2 separate regions of the Sus scrofa genome follow, and region 1 is linked to region 2. The links are chromatin contacts, called in public HiChIP or PLAC-seq maps. All regions are on one chromosome and are shown on one strand. Each heading gives the region's core, a stretch centred on a gene start, on an enhancer-like site or on the middle of the called end of the contact. The rest is flanking DNA. Distances are from core to core; before and after follow the strand shown. Region 1 holds the start of ST8SIA4 (ST8 alpha-N-acetyl-neuraminide alpha-2,8-sialyltransferase 4). Region 2 overlaps LOC110259429 (a long non-coding RNA gene).

Region 1 (4,437 bases), core at 1,371-3,870, 140 kb after region 2:
GCAGGGGACGGACCAAGTGTCCTCACGTTGCCCCCGGCAGCAGCAACTCCCCAGTCCCAGGCAAGATCCGGCGGTGGCCACAGCAGCCAGGACTCTGCGGGGCACCCAGGGGGCGCGCGACGCCGGCAGCCGCTTCTCCGCCTTGCCCCGCATGGCCGTAATTGCGGGTTTTAATTATGGAGGAGGAGCCCGGTTGCAGACTGAGCAGTAAAAGTTAGTAGGGTTATTATTTGAAAAGGGCCCTGATTCCTGCAATAAAGGCTTCCCCCGTCTCCTCACTCATTCTTCCACCCTGTGGGCCACCTCTCCGGAGCAGGGGGTAGCCCCTCGCGCACCTCTCTTTCTGTTTGATGAACTCTCGCGTCCGCCGCGCGCAATCTCAGAGAAGGAAAAGCTGGTTCAGCCCGAAAAGGGTGCGAGGAACCTAGCCGGGCTAGCCCGATCGCTGCCGCGCCCCGCCTCCTTCCTCCACGCCCGGGGCAGCGCCCACCGGCCGGCTGGCGTCCAGGAAAGGCCACAGAAGAATTGTTACCCAGGAAATGGGGAGCATCCCAGTCTGTTAATTCCCCCGGAGGACTGGGGGTGCGTTCCTCCTCCCGGCCAGCGGTTTAGGGAAGCTCGGCCGCATGTGGCGCCTCCTCTCGCCTCTCTCGTCCCGCCCACTCTCGCTCTCCAGGGTTGCCAGCCAAGGGCCGGAACCTAAGAGTCCTGGCGAGGCTTGGCCGCTTTGTCCTGGCTCGCGCTTATCTTAGGAGCCCACTAGCCCAGAAGGGAACAAAGAACCTCGACCCCCGCGCCCCAACCTCCGCCTCTCCCCCACGCGCCGGATCACCACCTTCCTAAAGACCCCTTTGTCTGCCTGGGAAGCACAGATCTACCGGGTATGCCCACTCCCCCACCCAGAGTCCTTCTTTTCTGACAATCGAGCTAAGCTGAATTCTCAACCCACCCACTCCCTGTGTTAACGACCTCATACAGTTTGGCATTTTCCCTCGAAAATAGACCATTTAGAGATTTGTTGATGCATACCAATCAACCAGCCCATACCGTATTACCTTCTTCATTCTCTTCCAGTCCCTTTCGATTGTCTTAACTTAATCTATAAAATAACAATTTCTTCTGTAAGGATGAGCTAAGAGTCTTGCTCACCTAAATTCTCATTACTCAGGGAGGAGCAGGAATATTAAGAAATGGAGTGCCTGAAGTTTGTGTGTGTGTGTGTGTGTGTGTGTACGCGCACACACGTTTTGGCAGTCCTCTGCCCACCCCCACGCCCCAGAACACAATGGCAAGGGTTCTATCCCCGTTTTCATAAATGTCATCTTTGCCAGCGTGCAGTTTCTGATGGCGATAGCGGACGCCTCGGGATGAGGGAGGATTTCCGAAACAGGACTTTGTACAGAGTTGACAACCGGGTTCACATCCTCAGAAAACGCTTCCAAGCTATGTAAGCAACACAGAGTTACAGCCACCTCCTGGGTAAACTTCAAAGATACAGAGGCCAAAGGGAGGGAGGAAGGAAGTGTGATATTTAGAGAACTTACTGAGGTGGAGGAAGAGTCTGAACTCATCTAGACAAACTAAAGAAAGAGCAGAAATATAGTCTGTGTGAAGCTACAGTTCCCAGTTTCCAAAACTGTAACCATGACGCCCATGCGTTTTACCCACGGAGAGCAAATAAGGAAGTATGGTTGCTTGTGTCGGAGTTTCTAATTCGAATTATGATACACAGATCTACCCAACGCCAAAGAATTGTAAAGAAACAGAGACACATTTCCTGCTTTCTGGGCTTTAATTAACTTCAGCCTTTCAGGAAGCCAGCTTTTTCTAGTTATCTCCCTACCGTGATGGGGCAGGAAAGAAGGAAGGACAATCAGATGGTGAATAAAGACATCTCGATTGAGTTTTGCCTTGGGATTAAAAGGGCAAGGACACCCGTTCTTTGTTGACACTTCTGCAATGACTTGGGCTTATGAGCCCTGGCAGCACCAATACAACCGTCACTATCGCCGCACAGGGCAAGTTGAACTCATACTGGGAACCCACGTAGAGAGCATACACACCTCAACCACAGCCTTTGTTATTTAATTCATGAGACTAAACATTCAGAAGCTGACCCCAACGCACATAATACCCCAACCCTCACTCTATCGTCTATATTCACATTTCATTTATGGCTTGACTTTTTGACATATCCTAAAATGAAGCTTTGCATTTACCCGATGAGTTGCGTCTCCTGGTGCTCCTCAGTTCTTGCTATTTCTTTTGTCTTATAAAAGATCAGGAGCAGACTTATCGTGCAGATCGTCCACCTCTTCCTAATGGAGCGCATCTTGGGTGCCCGGGAAAGTCCTGGTTGCCCCAGCTCCCTCACCTTCTCTTCATATAAAGGCTCCGTTTTGGGGAGATGTAGTCACGGGGAAGGGGAATCTGTAAAACGCGAGGAGAGCGTGGAGCCGGGATCTCAGGGGCAGGTCTCGAGGGTCCTCTGCAGCCCAGCCGAGCTCCCGCTGGTCCTCGAGCAGTGCCCAGCGCACTCCCTCGCGGTTCCCGCCAGCCCTGCCCCGGTCGCTCCGCGCCGCCTCCCTGGGGCTCAGGTTTCTTTTCCGAAGAGACACCTTGTGCATGGGAGGTGGCGGCCGCTTCTGCAGCTGGGTTCGGGGGCGTCACTGGCCCTTCCCTTTTTCTAGCAGGGAAATGATGAGCAAAACCAGCCAATCACGGGACTGAGGGGGCGGAGGCTGCTGCTGCCTTGCGTTGCTGGCTGCTGCTAGGAGAGTAACGTCGCTGGCGCTGTCTGCACTGTGCTGGGAGAGGAAGCTCACAAGCTCACAGTCGTGTGTATACACACACACACACTCGCACGCATCAGGACTCGCATACCGTGGGAAGAGCAGTAGGAGGAAGTCAGGTCGCTCTCTCGGGACACCAAAGCGTTAGCTCTGTGCACAAGGAAGCACCGAGATAGTCCGTCCGCACCAGCGTGGAGAGGATACCTCTGCTGGTGACAGATCAGAGACGCGTCCTGCTCAGATAGAGCTTGGAGTGGGTAGCAAGAGGTGTAGCTTCTTCCACGCGTCTTTGCTAAATATACACACACTCGCACAAACAGGCGCGTGCACACACGCAAATGCGCGCCCTCCCAAGTAGAATGAATGGGGGAGGGAGGGGGGAGGAGTTGGAGAACGTTTTATATTCCGTGCACAGCTTAATCTGGAAAGTACAAATACACACATGAGCGGATTAGTCGATCGCCCACTCGGTGTGGGTGGTGGATGACCACCCGACTCAGAATCTTGCAGGAAACAAGTGATAACAGAGGTGTCATTAGGAACTTTGTGGATATTTATGTGACTCTCATTCATTGCCATTTGGAAACTCCTCACTCAGGAGTCAAGGAAACTCCAACCCTACTTAAACTTCACTGAAGAGAGAGAGGATTCTGAGAAAAGCAGGACCATGTTTTTAAACCCAAGTACACCTATACTCAGGAAGGAAGGAGGGAGGGAAGAAAGAAGGAAAGAAGGAGGAGCAAGCTGTTCTACAAAGTCTCAATGTGTCTTTAATCTGATTCTCACTCTCTTCTTCCCTCTCCTGTTTCTGTTTGCTTAGTTGGTTGGTTTTTATTTTTTACCTCTACTGTATTTAATGGGAGGGACACTTTCCCAGTCTTAGAGTCTTGATCAGAATACCTCTCCATGTCTATGGTCCTCACTCTCCTCACCCAGAGTGCTTGCTGCACTGGGTTGTACCAGTCCTGGTTTGACTTTTACCTCTGAGCTGATGGAGGCACCGCTCAGGAGAAATAATGCCTGGAAGCCAGGAGTTTCCCCCATCAATTTGAGCAGGTCCCAAGTTCTCTGCCTCCCCCTTCCTCACAGAGATTCTCTAAATTACATCACTTGTTCCTTCAGGTTGAGCAGTGTCTGCAGCTGTGGACCCCTGAGGTTTACACCTCCCTGAGCCAGTAATGTAAGGGTGAGGCTCCCTATCAACTCTCTGCTGGAGGGAGAAAAAGGTGGTTATTCTGAGTTTCTAGTCCTTTGACAGCTTAAAATAACAAGGATAATAGCCAAATCCTCTCCTTAAAAACCCAAGATGCCTGGCAATATTTGCCATTCTTCCCCTAAGATTTAGAAAGTGAAGAACCTCTCTGGTCTCCAGCCTCCTATTCGCAGTGGAGCAAATAGGAGGTTGGGTTTAAAATGCTCAAAGGAGCAAGTAATTATGAACCTTTATTGACACTACAAGTGGCCCACCGGGAGCCTTTCGAGTTTATTGATATCTAGGCAAATCCTGCCTGCATTAATGCATATCTATCACACAGACTTCTCAACAGGCAGAAACTCCGAGAATAAAACAGCTTCTTATTTATGTTAAAAGGGACTGGGATGCGGAGGGGGTGGGCAGTACATGGTTAGTATGCTAACTTCTCTA
Region 2 (4,405 bases), core at 762-3,261:
ATGTATACATTAGAAAGCAAAATCTTGAGACCTGCCGTGGGAGAAAAGGAGAATGTAGTCCTATACTATCCTAGGAGCAACTCTGAGGAAAGAGCTTGTGTTGTTACCAGTTCCTAGGTCCTTGAACATAAAATATGATTTTATTGCTTTACTTTATTTTCAGATACAATTATGCTCGGTTCTCGGCGCAGAATCATCAATGATCCATGCAAAGCCTCTTTTGTTTTCCTTATGTTTATTCCCTTTTATCCCCCCTATTACTCTTCTAAATTCACATTTATTCCAGTAGTTGTTATGCTAATGTGTTTAATGTGTATTTGGTGTGTGTGCGTGTTTTGGCAAATATGTACATGTGTTTTTAATGCACTTATGTGGTACTGTGCTATATATGACAGTAATCTTTCTTCACTTTTATCATTAAATACTATGTTTTAAGAACATTCATATTTCTTTGTGTACCTCTAATCCATTACTTCAATACTCAGTAGTTCATATACAATAATTCATGCTACACATTGACTTCATTTTCTTTTCTACCCTTCTAGCAATGCATTCCCAAGTTGCTTCAACTTCTTATTACTATAAATATTGCTGCAATCTACATAGCTCTCTGAGGACTTGTGTGAGAATTTCTTAGAACTATACATCAAGAAGTGGAATTCCTGGACAGTAAGGCACACATTATTTTATGAGGAAATGACAGAATCTCTCCAGAATGAGTATTACAATCTGTATTTTCACTAGCAGCACGTGGAAATTCACAGAGCTCTTATTTATGTGAATACTTTGTATTATCCAGCTTTTAAGTTTTTTTGGCCATTAATAGATACCTCATGGTCTTCACATTTGTAATTCTTTATTAACTAATGATTGTAAGCACTTTCTTAGCTTTTTAAAATTTTCTCCTCTAAATCTTTGCTCCCTTGGTCAATTTCAATTTGTCGATTTTTCTATTGGGGCTGATTTGTTGATTTTTGGAAATTCTAGCTTTTGTTGCTCTGCCATCTGTAGATTTTCCCATTCTGTTTTACATGTACTAATTTTGTTCAGTGTCTATTTTAGATAAAAATTCTTAATTTTATGTAATTGAACAAGTCGTTTCCCCTATGATTTGTGCTTTCGAAATTTACGAAGTTTTTTCCTATCATAAAGATATTTTCAAAACAATTCTTACTGATATATTATAGTTTTATCTTTAATATTTAGTATTTAATTCTTTTGGAATCATCTTTTCAATGTGCTAATAGGTAGCGTTCCAATCTTTTTTATCTATATAATGAGGCATTATTTAGCACTGTATACTACGACAATTTAGGTCTATTCATTGATCTATTGGATCACTTTATTATAAATTAAGGTTCTATATGCTCGTGTTTCTGTCTCTGAGCTCTCTCTTCTATTCCACTTGACTATTGTCTATTTCTACCTGATACCATACCAAATTCATTATTACAGCTTTCTTTTTTTCTTTTTTTTTAAGGGCCGCACCCTCAGCATATGGAAGTTCCCAGGCTAGGGGTTGAATTGGAGTTACAGCAGCCAGTTTATACCACGGTCACAGCAACACCAGATTCGAGCTGTGTCTGTGTCCTATATACCACAGCTCACAGCAATGCCAGATCCTTAACCCACTGAGCGAGGCCAGGAATCAAACCTGCATCCTCATGGATCCTAGTCAGTTTCATTAACAGCTAAGCCACAAAGGGAACTGCCATTATTACAGCTTTCTAATCCATTTAATTATTTGGTTGGTTAATTTTCTATATGTGAAAGAATTGTCATATGGTCCAAACTTCCACCTAATGCCTAAATCTTTTTCAACATTCTAGATGGCTTAACTTCAACCCCTGTTTAAACAATTCTGATACTTTTCCAGGGATTCCATCTTGTTGTGATCTTTACACTTCGAAATGAAATCAATTTTCTGTAACCCCCACACTTTCACCACAGCTACTTCCTCTAGAGGAAACCAAAAGGTTTACTTCATCTGAAGCATGACAATGCTTTAGCTATTGTCATCATCTTCCAAGTTATTTTTTTTCTCTAGGTTTAATATTCTCAACAATTTTATCTGTCCTCATGTGCCTTGCTACTCAGACATGTCTCAGTTCTAGTCATGCTCCTCAGTGCACAGTCCATCTGACCTTTGATCCTTTTAAAACAAAGGATCAACTGGAAAACAATTCAGTTGTGGTGTGGTAAACACACAGTATAGTGAAGTTATAGTCTTTCCTCATGTGGACACAAACTACTGCTGGGTGCACTTTTCAAGACAATTCTTAAAAATGTAGCACATCTTGAAAAACAAGTTCAAAGGTCCCCAAGTCTACCATCGTCACTAGAATGAATCTTAATTTCTTCAAACAGAGAAGAGTGGAATAGTATTTTTAGTATAGTTAAATTTATGATTTCAAAATCTTCTTTCCATAAGTTAACTATCAGAAATCTTTGACTTGCTACTTTTCAAGACATACACCAAGATTGGTCATTTCTGTGGCCACACATCCCCGAACTACTGCTAAGTACTGTCAATCTATTTTAATTTCACATGAGATCTAGTTTCCTTGGACCACTCCAAGTCAAATTGGCCATAATAATGTCTCTTAACTATTTTTTACCAAGATCTCCTCACACATCATTTCAGCTCTCAGCATGGAAATTTCTGGCAAAATATTAGAAGGATGATTTGCCCCCTCCAGGCAAGAAGAGAGAGAAACTTAAGAACTAGTGACAAGTTCCATGGGAGGAGGACCCAAAGTGTGACAAATCCTGTCAACCATGTGACACACTGCTGCAGGCCTGTCAGCTCACCTTCCCTGTGCTATTAAAGGATTAGTTGCATCACATCCTCATGCAAATTCCAGCTGTGTTCCCTGAAAGCCGTGTGGGGTGTGCTATTCATTGAAGAAGTACTTGTAATGAATTCTCTTAGTTTTTGGTCTCCATATATTCTTGCTAATGCTGCTTGAAAAATAAATACTTTTGCTGCTTTGAGCTTCAATATATTTCCCTAAGCAATTTCTAGCCTGTTTTGACAAGTTCTCTTTAGATTGTGTTTGGACACTCTAAGCAATTTAGCTGAATGCATTTAGGATCAGCTTAGAAATCTGTTCAGCTTCCTTTGATTGTATTCTAGCATAATTTATCTCATCCTTCAAAACCCGAGTTGAAGGTCATTTCCTCAGTGACGCCTTCCTCTCGCCTAGAATAAATACTTTGCCTTTTTACTCTCTCTTTGAAGACTGTTCACACCAGGATTACAAGATTCATTTCTTCATTCAGAAAACTTGTAAGTGACCATTACAAATCAAACCCTGTGCTAACCCTTTGCTTTAAAGAAGCTTAAGGAGTTCCCGTCGTGGTGCAGTGGTTAATGAATCCGACTAGGAACCATGAGGTTGCGGGTTGGGTCCCTGCCCTTGCTCAGTGGGTTAAGGATCTGGAGTTGCCGTGACCTGTGGTGTAGGTTGCAGACACGGATCGGATCCCGCGTTGCTGTGGCTCTCGTGTAGGCTGATGGCTACGGCTCTGATTCGACCCCTAGCTTGGGAATCTCTATATGCCGCAGGAGCGGCCCAAGAAATAGCAAAAAGACAAAATAAATAAATAAATAAATAAATACATACATACATACATAAAGAAGCTTAAGTCCTAGTTGTAGAGATACTTACGTAAACACTGATTGCAACACCGTGTCATTAAGTACAAGGATGAAGGCAGTGTAAGAGATGCAGTTTTACAGGGAAGTGATTAAATTGCCTTGAACTTGAGTCAGTTAAGACTTGACAGATGAGATATTTGACTGGGTCTTGAAGAGAGAGCTGTACATTTGCAATCTAGTTTGTCTGGCATATAGAGCCTTTCTCCACTAGTAGTGTGCTTCTTGGGCTGGGAAACATGAGTTTTTAATCTGTGAATTATCACCTTGATACAAGGAAATCAATATATACCAAGTGCTCAAAAACATTAAACACAGTGTACATTTTTGTGCCAGGAACTATGTCTACTTCAACTGCATTGAATACCTTAATTTCAAAAAAATTTCCCCCCTATTTATTCACCTAGATTAAAATACATAGTTTTTAAAAACTCACGAAAATGTAAAAAAGGAGGCATTCCCGTCGTGGCTCATGGTTAACGAATCTGACTAGCATCTGAAAGGACTCAGGTTCAATCCCTGGCCTCGCTCAGTGGATTAAGGATCCGGCGTTGCCGTGAGCTGTGGTGCAGGTCACAGACATGGCTTGGATCCTGAATTGCTGTGAGCCTAGCATAGGACCTCCATACACCATGGGTGCATCCCTAAAATGACAAATTACACACACACACACATTGTGCTGAAGATAGGCTCCCATTATTTAGGAACAAGACCTACACCTAGAGGAAGGCCCTTTTACTATGTGTC

The links. HiChIP or PLAC-seq counts read pairs in DNA pulled down with a chosen protein or histone mark.
Region 1: an H3K27ac HiChIP or PLAC-seq map of skeletal muscle shows a contact between it and region 2, with 4 times the contacts expected there. The contact joins the promoter of ST8SIA4 here to the enhancer-like site in region 2. A contact is called at or near these places in 8 of 47 Hi-C or Micro-C datasets (alveolar macrophages, embryonic fibroblasts, heart right ventricle and 4 more) and 2 of 2 datasets of contacts at active chromatin or transcription factors (alveolar macrophages and skeletal muscle).

What each region holds. Positions count from the first base shown.
Region 1 is chr2:106,843,186-106,847,622 of Sscrofa11.1, forward strand. ST8SIA4 (ST8 alpha-N-acetyl-neuraminide alpha-2,8-sialyltransferase 4) reads right to left here and starts at 2,621. Exons shown (of 13, transcript NM_001037322.1): 1 at 2,220-2,621. The coding sequence starts at 2,332.
Region 2 is chr2:106,702,305-106,706,709 of Sscrofa11.1, forward strand. The region is part of intron 2 of LOC110259429 (a long non-coding RNA gene); the gene reads right to left. Among named protein-coding and RNA genes, the nearest start is that of ST8SIA4, 140 kb to the right of the region's middle. Within about 2 kb of position 2,012, at least 6 of the 83 cell types and tissues checked have an H3K27ac peak or open chromatin away from gene starts, as enhancers often do. A contact at or near this core is called in liver and skeletal muscle, where this site is marked.